Regions from separate parts of the Capra hircus genome. Here region 2 is linked to region 1. The links are chromatin contacts, called in public Hi-C maps. All regions are on one chromosome and are shown on one strand. Each heading gives the region's core, a stretch centred on a gene start, on an enhancer-like site or on the middle of the called end of the contact. The rest is flanking DNA. Distances are from core to core; before and after follow the strand shown. Region 1 holds the start of YPEL2 (protein yippee-like 2). Region 2 has its middle 110 kb from the start of YPEL2.

Region 1 (3,735 bases), core at 531-3,030:
ACTAGGTCAAAGGAAAGTCAGCGAAGGGTGAATCCAGGCCCACTGACCACAAGACTCTGAGCTCTCAGAATCAGGACAGCAGTGGACAGCATCAGGCATGTGAGGTCACGTCTCACCCCAGAAGCAGTGACATCAGCTGCCTTGGGCAAGTCACTTAGCTTTTCAATCCCCTAGGTTCCTTGTGTGGCCAATGTTCTGGGAGCAAGTGGAACACAAGCATCCCTTCTTGCCCAATGCTCTAGGACAGGCAGCCCCATCTTGCTGGACCAGAAGAGAGGAACATGGGAGAAAGAGCCAGGGGGAGAAGGAATGGCTGGGACTTCTCTGGCGGTCCAGGGGTTAAGGCTCCAGCTGCCATCGCAGGGGGTGTGGGTTCCATCCCTGGTAGGGGAACTAAGATCCCGCCTGCCAGCAGGATGTGGCCAAAAAAAGTAGCTAGCTGTATTTTCGGCTTTTAAACTCACCAGAAGCAACGACTTACTGAAAACAGCCTCAACACTCGAGGAGAGCAACTGACAAGGAGGCCGGAGCTCAAAAACAAAAAACCCAGCGAAGCCCAGGGGCGGTTTCCCCGGGCCAGGCAAAGCCGCGGGACTGCGGGTGGGTCAGCTCCATCACACAGAAAAACGGAGGGCGCTCACTCCCTTGGCTTTGTAAGCTCCTGTAAGCCGAGAGTGAAGTCAGAGGTGGCAGGCTCCTGGGCCCGGTCCAGAAGAACAGGTGGTTCCCCTCCCCACCATCCTCGCCAACAAGAGAAAAGTCGCCACTTGGGGTGAAGCTGCCCAGAGGAGGTCAGCGGCCAGGGAGGGTGCACCTGAAGCAGTGAGAGGTCCGGGGTGCCCCGCCAGACCCACTTCTCGAGAGATACGCGCTGGAGAGGCCCCTGATTCCGTCGGGCAGGAGTGAACTCGCGCCCACCTCTTTGGCAAGGGCGCTGGGGAGGCGCCGGGAAGCGGCCAGGCAGGAACTCGGCTGCGGTTACCTCTGCCCGCGGCCGGCCAAGCGCTCCTCGGAGTCTCGAGGGCGGCTAGTCTCCCAAAAGGAGGGAGGCGGGGGGGCACACCGAGGGCGGCGCCCCCGGACCCAGTGTCTCCAGCGGAGACCCAGCGACATCGGGGACAGAAAACGCCTGAAACTCCCACCCTGGCCCCCCGCCCACTTCGTCCCAATCCGCGGGAAGTAAGCTGAGAAAGGCGCGGCCATCGGGTCTCCAGGTTCACACCCCCCGCCCCGGCCCCGCTCGCTCCAGACCTGCCCGTCTCGTCGCCCGGGTCCCCGGCCCCGGCCCGGGGACCTGCGCCCCCTCGGCGCCAGCCGCGGGCCGCAGCCGGGGCCCCGGCAGTGTTTGTAAACAAACCGGTCACGTGGCCCCGGCGGCTGGCTCCCCGCCCCCTGTGCCCGCGGCCCCCCCACCTCGCCCCGGGGCGACCCCCGCGCCGGACCCCACCTCGGCCGCGCCAGGCGGAGGGTGCCGCGCTCGCTCCAAGGGAGCCGGGCCGCCGGGGCCCCGGGGCGGGATGGAGGGGGACGGGGACGGGCGCCCCGCGCTCCGACCGGGCGCCCCGCGCTGACAGCACGCCCCACGCCCACGCGCGCCGCGCTCGCGTCTCACTCACCCGGCAGCCAGCAGCCCCGTCCGGCCCGCGCCGCGGTCGGCTCCGCGGGGATGCGCAGCAGCGAAGGACCGCCCGGCCGGATCCCGGGCCCCGGGCGCGCTCTTAAAGCCACAGCCGCCGCCGCCGCCGCTCCGCATCCCTCCGGGCCGGGCCGGGGGCTGCCGAGTGACGGACGCGCTCCCGCGCCTATCCCCTCGGCGCAGCACATAGCAACACGCCGCGGGTTGGCTGCGCCCGGCCGCAGCCCATCCGCCGCGAGCCAATCAGCGAAGGACGGAACTCCGCCTCCTGCTTCCCCGACCTCCGCCCCCCACCCCCCACCACCCCTTCGGGCCCCGCCGGGCTTGGGCGCGGGGTGCGGGGCGCAAGGCGGGCGCCGGGGTCTGGCCCCGAGGAGGCTGAGCCCGCCGCGCCTGGCGAGGCGGGGGGCGGCTGGCCCGAGGAACGGGGAGGAAGGGTGATGACGATGGGGAGGCTCTCGGCGCCCGGGCGGAGACCGTTTATTTGGGTTTGGAGTTTGTCTCCAGGTCAAGGCTGGGATTTCTAGAACCCGGGGTGGGGTGGGGGGGGGGGCGCTTTCTAGTGCTGCTTCTGCTTAGAGGAGCTAAGACAGTAACTCACTCCTCACGCCTTAGCCGCCCCCAACTCAGTCTAAGTTACCTGGAGAGGCTCTCGGGACCCAGGGCAGTTGAATGTAAAAAGATAACACCAGCCCGAGGGGGCCCCCGCCAGGCCCTAATCAGCAGCGAGTCATTTCCCGTTGTCTCTCTGCTCTCCTTAAACCCGGCGTATTAAACGCAGGATAAGAGGCATTTACAGGCATTGGAAGACACCTCACCCCCAATTGCTGCTGGTTTTCTAAGGCTTTTGAAGAGAAACAATTCACCCGGGACACTAGGAGGGTCAGTGACCATAGGGGAGGTGCGCCCAGTCTGGGTCAGTGGAGCGGTGCTTTTCACGGAAGAGAAGGTTAAAAAATAAGCCCAGGGCTATCAGGAAATCTAGGGAGGCACCAGGTGGGCGGAGTGGGGCAGTCTCCCAGTAAGAAAACAGGTCACTTTGAGAAAGAATGCAGCCAGGGATCAGGGGCAGAGAGCAGTTCAGCCTTTTCATTTGGCTTCTGGGATTCTGCAGTTGCTCAGAGAGCAGTAGGAAACCTCGGGTTTTATTGAGCTGCTGTCAGAGTGTGAGACACTTCTAGAGCTGCTGCTGTCTTCAACCCCTTTGCACGCTGGTTTGCCCAAAAGTGGAGAATGGTACCCAAGGCAGATCCCCAGGTGGCTCAGACTTCACCGAAACTCCAGCCAGCTGTCTTTAAAATACGTTTGATTCGGTTAATATATCTCTCGTTTGGATTGTATTCCGATAATATATGTTGCATGGTTGGATGTGAATCCAGTCCTAATGTTAGTAAAAACTACAAAAAAAGTACCTGAAACACATCAGCATCTCACATATGTATCAGTCTCAGTGTAAGCATTTTCAGTGTAAACAAGATCAGCTTGTCATTGCTCACAGTTGATAAAATTGGAAAGTTTAAAACAAAAAAATTTTTAAATACTTATCAGATAAAGACTCAAGAAAGGTTTAGCACTATCTTTGAAGAAGTGGTAGATTCTTTAGATTACTGAGACCTTGATTTCTGCCCTAATCTGCCTCTTGGGCAAATTTCTTCCTCTTTCCAGACCTTAGTAGCCACAGTTTGAAACAAAGAAGATTGAAATAGATTGAAATAGTCCCCTCCAGGCAGTAAAATCTAAGCAGGTCCAGAAAGTCAAACTTGTTACAATGTTTCAACAATATCCTAGTGAATGTTCCTGTTGCCAGATCACCACTCCCCAACCGCAGGCCCTGCATGAGTTTAACACCCTGGAATATTGGTATGTTATGTAACAAGATTGGTGGCTACTGTTTAAATAAAAGATAATGTTAGCTAAGGAAGACGAGCATGGTGAGGTGCTTCAGAGGGAGATCTGAGGACCCCTGCAGGCCGGCTGTGTGTATGCCGGAGACTGGAAGAGGCATCCAGACTGCAAGACCCGAGACAATAGAACCAAGCCAGGCAGCCAACCAAAAAGATGAAATAAGCCTGATCATGCCTCCTCCCTGTCAAAAGAGC
Region 2 (3,735 bases), core at 774-3,273, 110 kb before region 1:
GGGGTCACAAAGAGTCGGACACGACTGAGCGACTGAACTAAATTGAACTGAAGGCTGCTTTGCAACTGTAACTGGCAGAGTTGAATAATTTTGTGGAAGACCAGACAGCCCTCAAAGTCTAAAATATTTATTCTCTGGCCCCTAATAGAAAAAGTTTTATTTATCATTACTTAGCACATATTAGGGCTTCCCTGGTGGCTCAGAGGTTAAAGCGTCTGCCTCCAACACGGGAGACCTGGGTTCGATCCCTGGGTCGGGAAGATCCCCTGGAGAAGGAAATGGCAACACTCCAGTATTCTTGCCTGGAGAATCCCATGTACAGCGGAGCCTGGTAGGCTACAGTCCATGGGGTCACAAAGACTTGGACACGACTGAGCGACTTCACCTTCAGCACATACTAAGTGCTCAACAAATGCTTCTTGATTTATTGAATGAATACATTCAAGACTTTCCAGCTGGATCTGAAAAATTAACAGATGAACAAAGTCTAAAAACAAAGCATTTTATACTTCCCCAATTTATCTGGTATTTGCTTGTTTGATGGTAGTTTGCTATTGTTGACAAAAGACCGCGTGCCTTGCCAGGATCATGTTAGTGCTTTGAGATTCCAGAATGCAAATTTCTCTGGGTCCAACTTTTCAAAGAGTTGGTCTTCGGGCTAAATATGTCTCACCAACATGTTTTATTTGGCCCACACAATGCTGCTGTTTGTTTTCAAAGCAGGATTAGCTGCCAACATTTAAAATAAGGGGACTTCACATAATAATTCAAATTTCCAGCTTCCCTTTAAAATTTGAAAGATCAGGCAATACAGGTACACATTTTGGTCAGGGCCATAACCACTTGTGGCTGAGTAGCTGTTCCCTTCTTGGATGGGGTAAGTGCCCTCCAATTACCACAATCCCCACTGCTCCTTATAGCCTGACCCCGGGCTGCTCCCATCCGGGTACTTTATCTACCTGGCCCTTCTGCAACATTTGCATCTAGGATCCTTACTCCAGAGGAGTATCATTTGCTACAAAGTTCCATGAATTACAACACTAGCTACACATTTACTTCCTTTTCCTGGCTTGAAAACAGACTGGTACATCTGAAGACAAAACAGGAAAGAACAGCAATGCTCTTAAGACCATTACCTTCATTCCAACCAGAAGGCAGCGTCATTCCCCCCCCCCCCCCCCACGCCTTTCCTTTTTCAAACCAGCCTGAAGACAACCTGCTTTCCGTTCAGCTCTTAGGCTCCATCCACCCCCTCCATCTCCTGGAGCTGTTTACCTCAAACCCGGGAGTATAGTCTCCCCAGTTCCCTGCTTCCTGTCTGCCCTGGAAAACAAACACCTTGGCCCTTTTTTGTTTTTAGAGTTTTACTGCTAATCACTACAGGGAAACAGACAAGAAATAACAATAAGGAGGAAATTACAAAGCTTAAAAAGCACTTACAGTTCTAACAGTCATAATCCTTCTGGAAGGACTCTATTTTTATTCTCTCTTGTTACATTCTCATAGATGAAGGATTGTAAGGGCCTAAAGTGACCGTGAAAGTGAAGTTGCTCAGTCGTGTCCAACTCTTTGTGACCCCATGGACTGTAGCCTACGAGGTTCCACCATCCATGGAATTCTCCAGGCAAGAACACTGGAGTGGGTTGCCATTTCCTTCTCCAGGGGATCTTCCCGACCCAGGGCTTGAACCTGGGTCTCCCACATGGTAGGCATTGTACGTAGAGGCCTAAAGACTACAGTAAACAGATGGTTTACTTTCCTGACGCTTGAAGGCAGGAGGAGAAGGGGACGACAGAGGATGAGATGGTTGGATGGCATCACCGACTCAATGGACATGAGTTTGAGTAGGCTCTGGGAGTTGGTGATGGACAGGGAGGCCTGGCGTGCTGCAGTCCAAGGGGTCGCAAAGAGTGGGACATGACTGAGCAACTGAACTGAACTGAACTGAAACAAATGGTGCTGAAGTATCACCTTGATAGCAGAGGAACCGTTAGGTGGCAGCACAGGGCATATCTTTTCCAGTCTTCCCACAACAGGCTGGCAGATGTGAGTCACCCAGCTGTCTAGGATGGGACAACTGAGCACCATACCAAGGCAAGCCTTTGCGCTGAGATCAGGCAGAGGTTAAGAGCCAGGAGGCGCCCAGGCATGCTGTGCCCTCAAGGAGCCAGGTGTGGAATTCTTGTCTCCTGTGCCTTCCCCCGATATGTTGATTAGAATCACACACTTTAAGGAATGGTAAGATTCTTCCTGGCTTCCCAGGTGGCGCTAGTGGTAAAGAACCTGCCTGCCAATGGAGGAGACATAAGAGACTCGGGTTTGATCCCTGGTTCGGGAAGATCCCCTGGAGGAGGGCACAGCAACCCACTCCAGGATTCGTGCCTGGAGAATCCCATGGACAGAGGAGCCTGGTGGTCCACAGTCCACGGGGTCACAAAGAGTTGGACACGGAAGCAACGTGGCAGCAGCAAGAATCTTCCAGACCAACATCTTGATTTTATGACAAGCAAATCGAGGTCTCGAGAGATTTGACTTGTCCTAGCTGTCTTTGCACTTCCAGTGGTGTCAGCTTATCCTTCTGATCCGTCCCTCTGGTTAAAAAGCATTTATTGAGGTCTACTTAGAAATAAAGACTGATTTTACTCATTTCAAAGGTGAAATGAAAAGGGGCATTTTGCCTCTAAAAGAGCAAGACTTTATATAGGAAACAGAGATTTACTGGATACAGGTAAACACAAGTGAGCTTTGTTTCTGCTTCTGCTTACCTAAGCCATCGGGGAGAAAAGTGAGGGCCCCTATTCCAGGAGGGGAGTTGCAGGTCTCAGCACTCTGGGCGGGCTGGTATGTGCTCCCTTCCGTGGGACCAGCCAGTGTAACTGCGACCCTTATCAAGAGTGGCCTAGGGAGACTTCCCTGCCAGTACAGTGGTTAACATTTCACCTTCTAGTGCAGGGGCGGGTTCAATTCCTGGTGGGATAGCTAAGATCCCACATGCCAAAAAACAAAACATTAAACAGAAACGATGTTGTAACAAATCTAATAAAGACTTTAAAACATGATCCACATTAAAAAAAAAAAAAAAGTGGCCTAGGGACTTCCCTGGTGGTCCAGTGGCTAAGCTGCCACACTCCCAGGGAAGGGGCCCCAGGTTCAATCCCTGGTCAGGGAACTAGATCCCGCAAGCCACAACTAAGTGTTTGCATCCAGCAGCCCGAAGAGCTGGTGTGCTGCAATAAGACCTAGTGCAGCCAAACTAAGTAAGTAAATACTTTTTTTAAAGGGATTTTGCTTAAGTGAAAAAAAAAGAGTGACCTAGCATGGCAGGGCTGGGCCGTGCACACCCAGTGCTCGCCAATGCTCTCAAATTACTTCAGTAAAACTACCCATATTCCTAGAATTTAAACACAAACCCAAATTGCACAGTAATAAAAGCATGTCCTCAGGCCCTAAATGGTTTAGAGAGCAGCCTAGTGATCAAAGGATAAGGCCTTATTGGGAAGTAACTTTTGCTTGAAGGGGTCAGGCCTCAGTACAGGAATTTTCCTAGAACTACACCTAATAGAAAGTTGAACTTGTTTACTTTGAAACACCTTACTGGGTGTTATAGGGCCTTGCCACTCAAACTGTGGTCTTCCAACCAGAAGCAACACCTGGAAAAATGTTTGAGAATAGAGAGTATTGGGTCTAATCCATTCCTGCTGAATTAGCATCTCCATTTTAGCAAGATCCCTTCTT

The links. A called contact is a pair of places that touch in the nucleus more often than the background predicts.
Region 2: a contact with region 1 is called in a Hi-C map of blood, with 2.0 times the contacts expected there. The contact joins the enhancer-like site here to the promoter of YPEL2 in region 1. A contact is called at or near these places in 2 of 5 Hi-C or Micro-C datasets (both in blood).

The regions. Positions count from the first base shown.
Region 1 is chr19:9,931,575-9,935,309 of ARS1.2, reverse strand. It overlaps YPEL2 (protein yippee-like 2), which reads right to left and starts at 1,780. Exons shown (of 6, transcript XM_018064134.1): 1 at 1,617-1,780.
Region 2 is chr19:10,038,774-10,042,508 of ARS1.2, reverse strand. No RefSeq gene overlaps it. Among named protein-coding and RNA genes, the nearest start is that of YPEL2, 110 kb to the right of the region's middle. Within about 2 kb of position 2,023, at least 2 of the 5 cell types and tissues checked have an H3K27ac peak or open chromatin away from gene starts, as enhancers often do.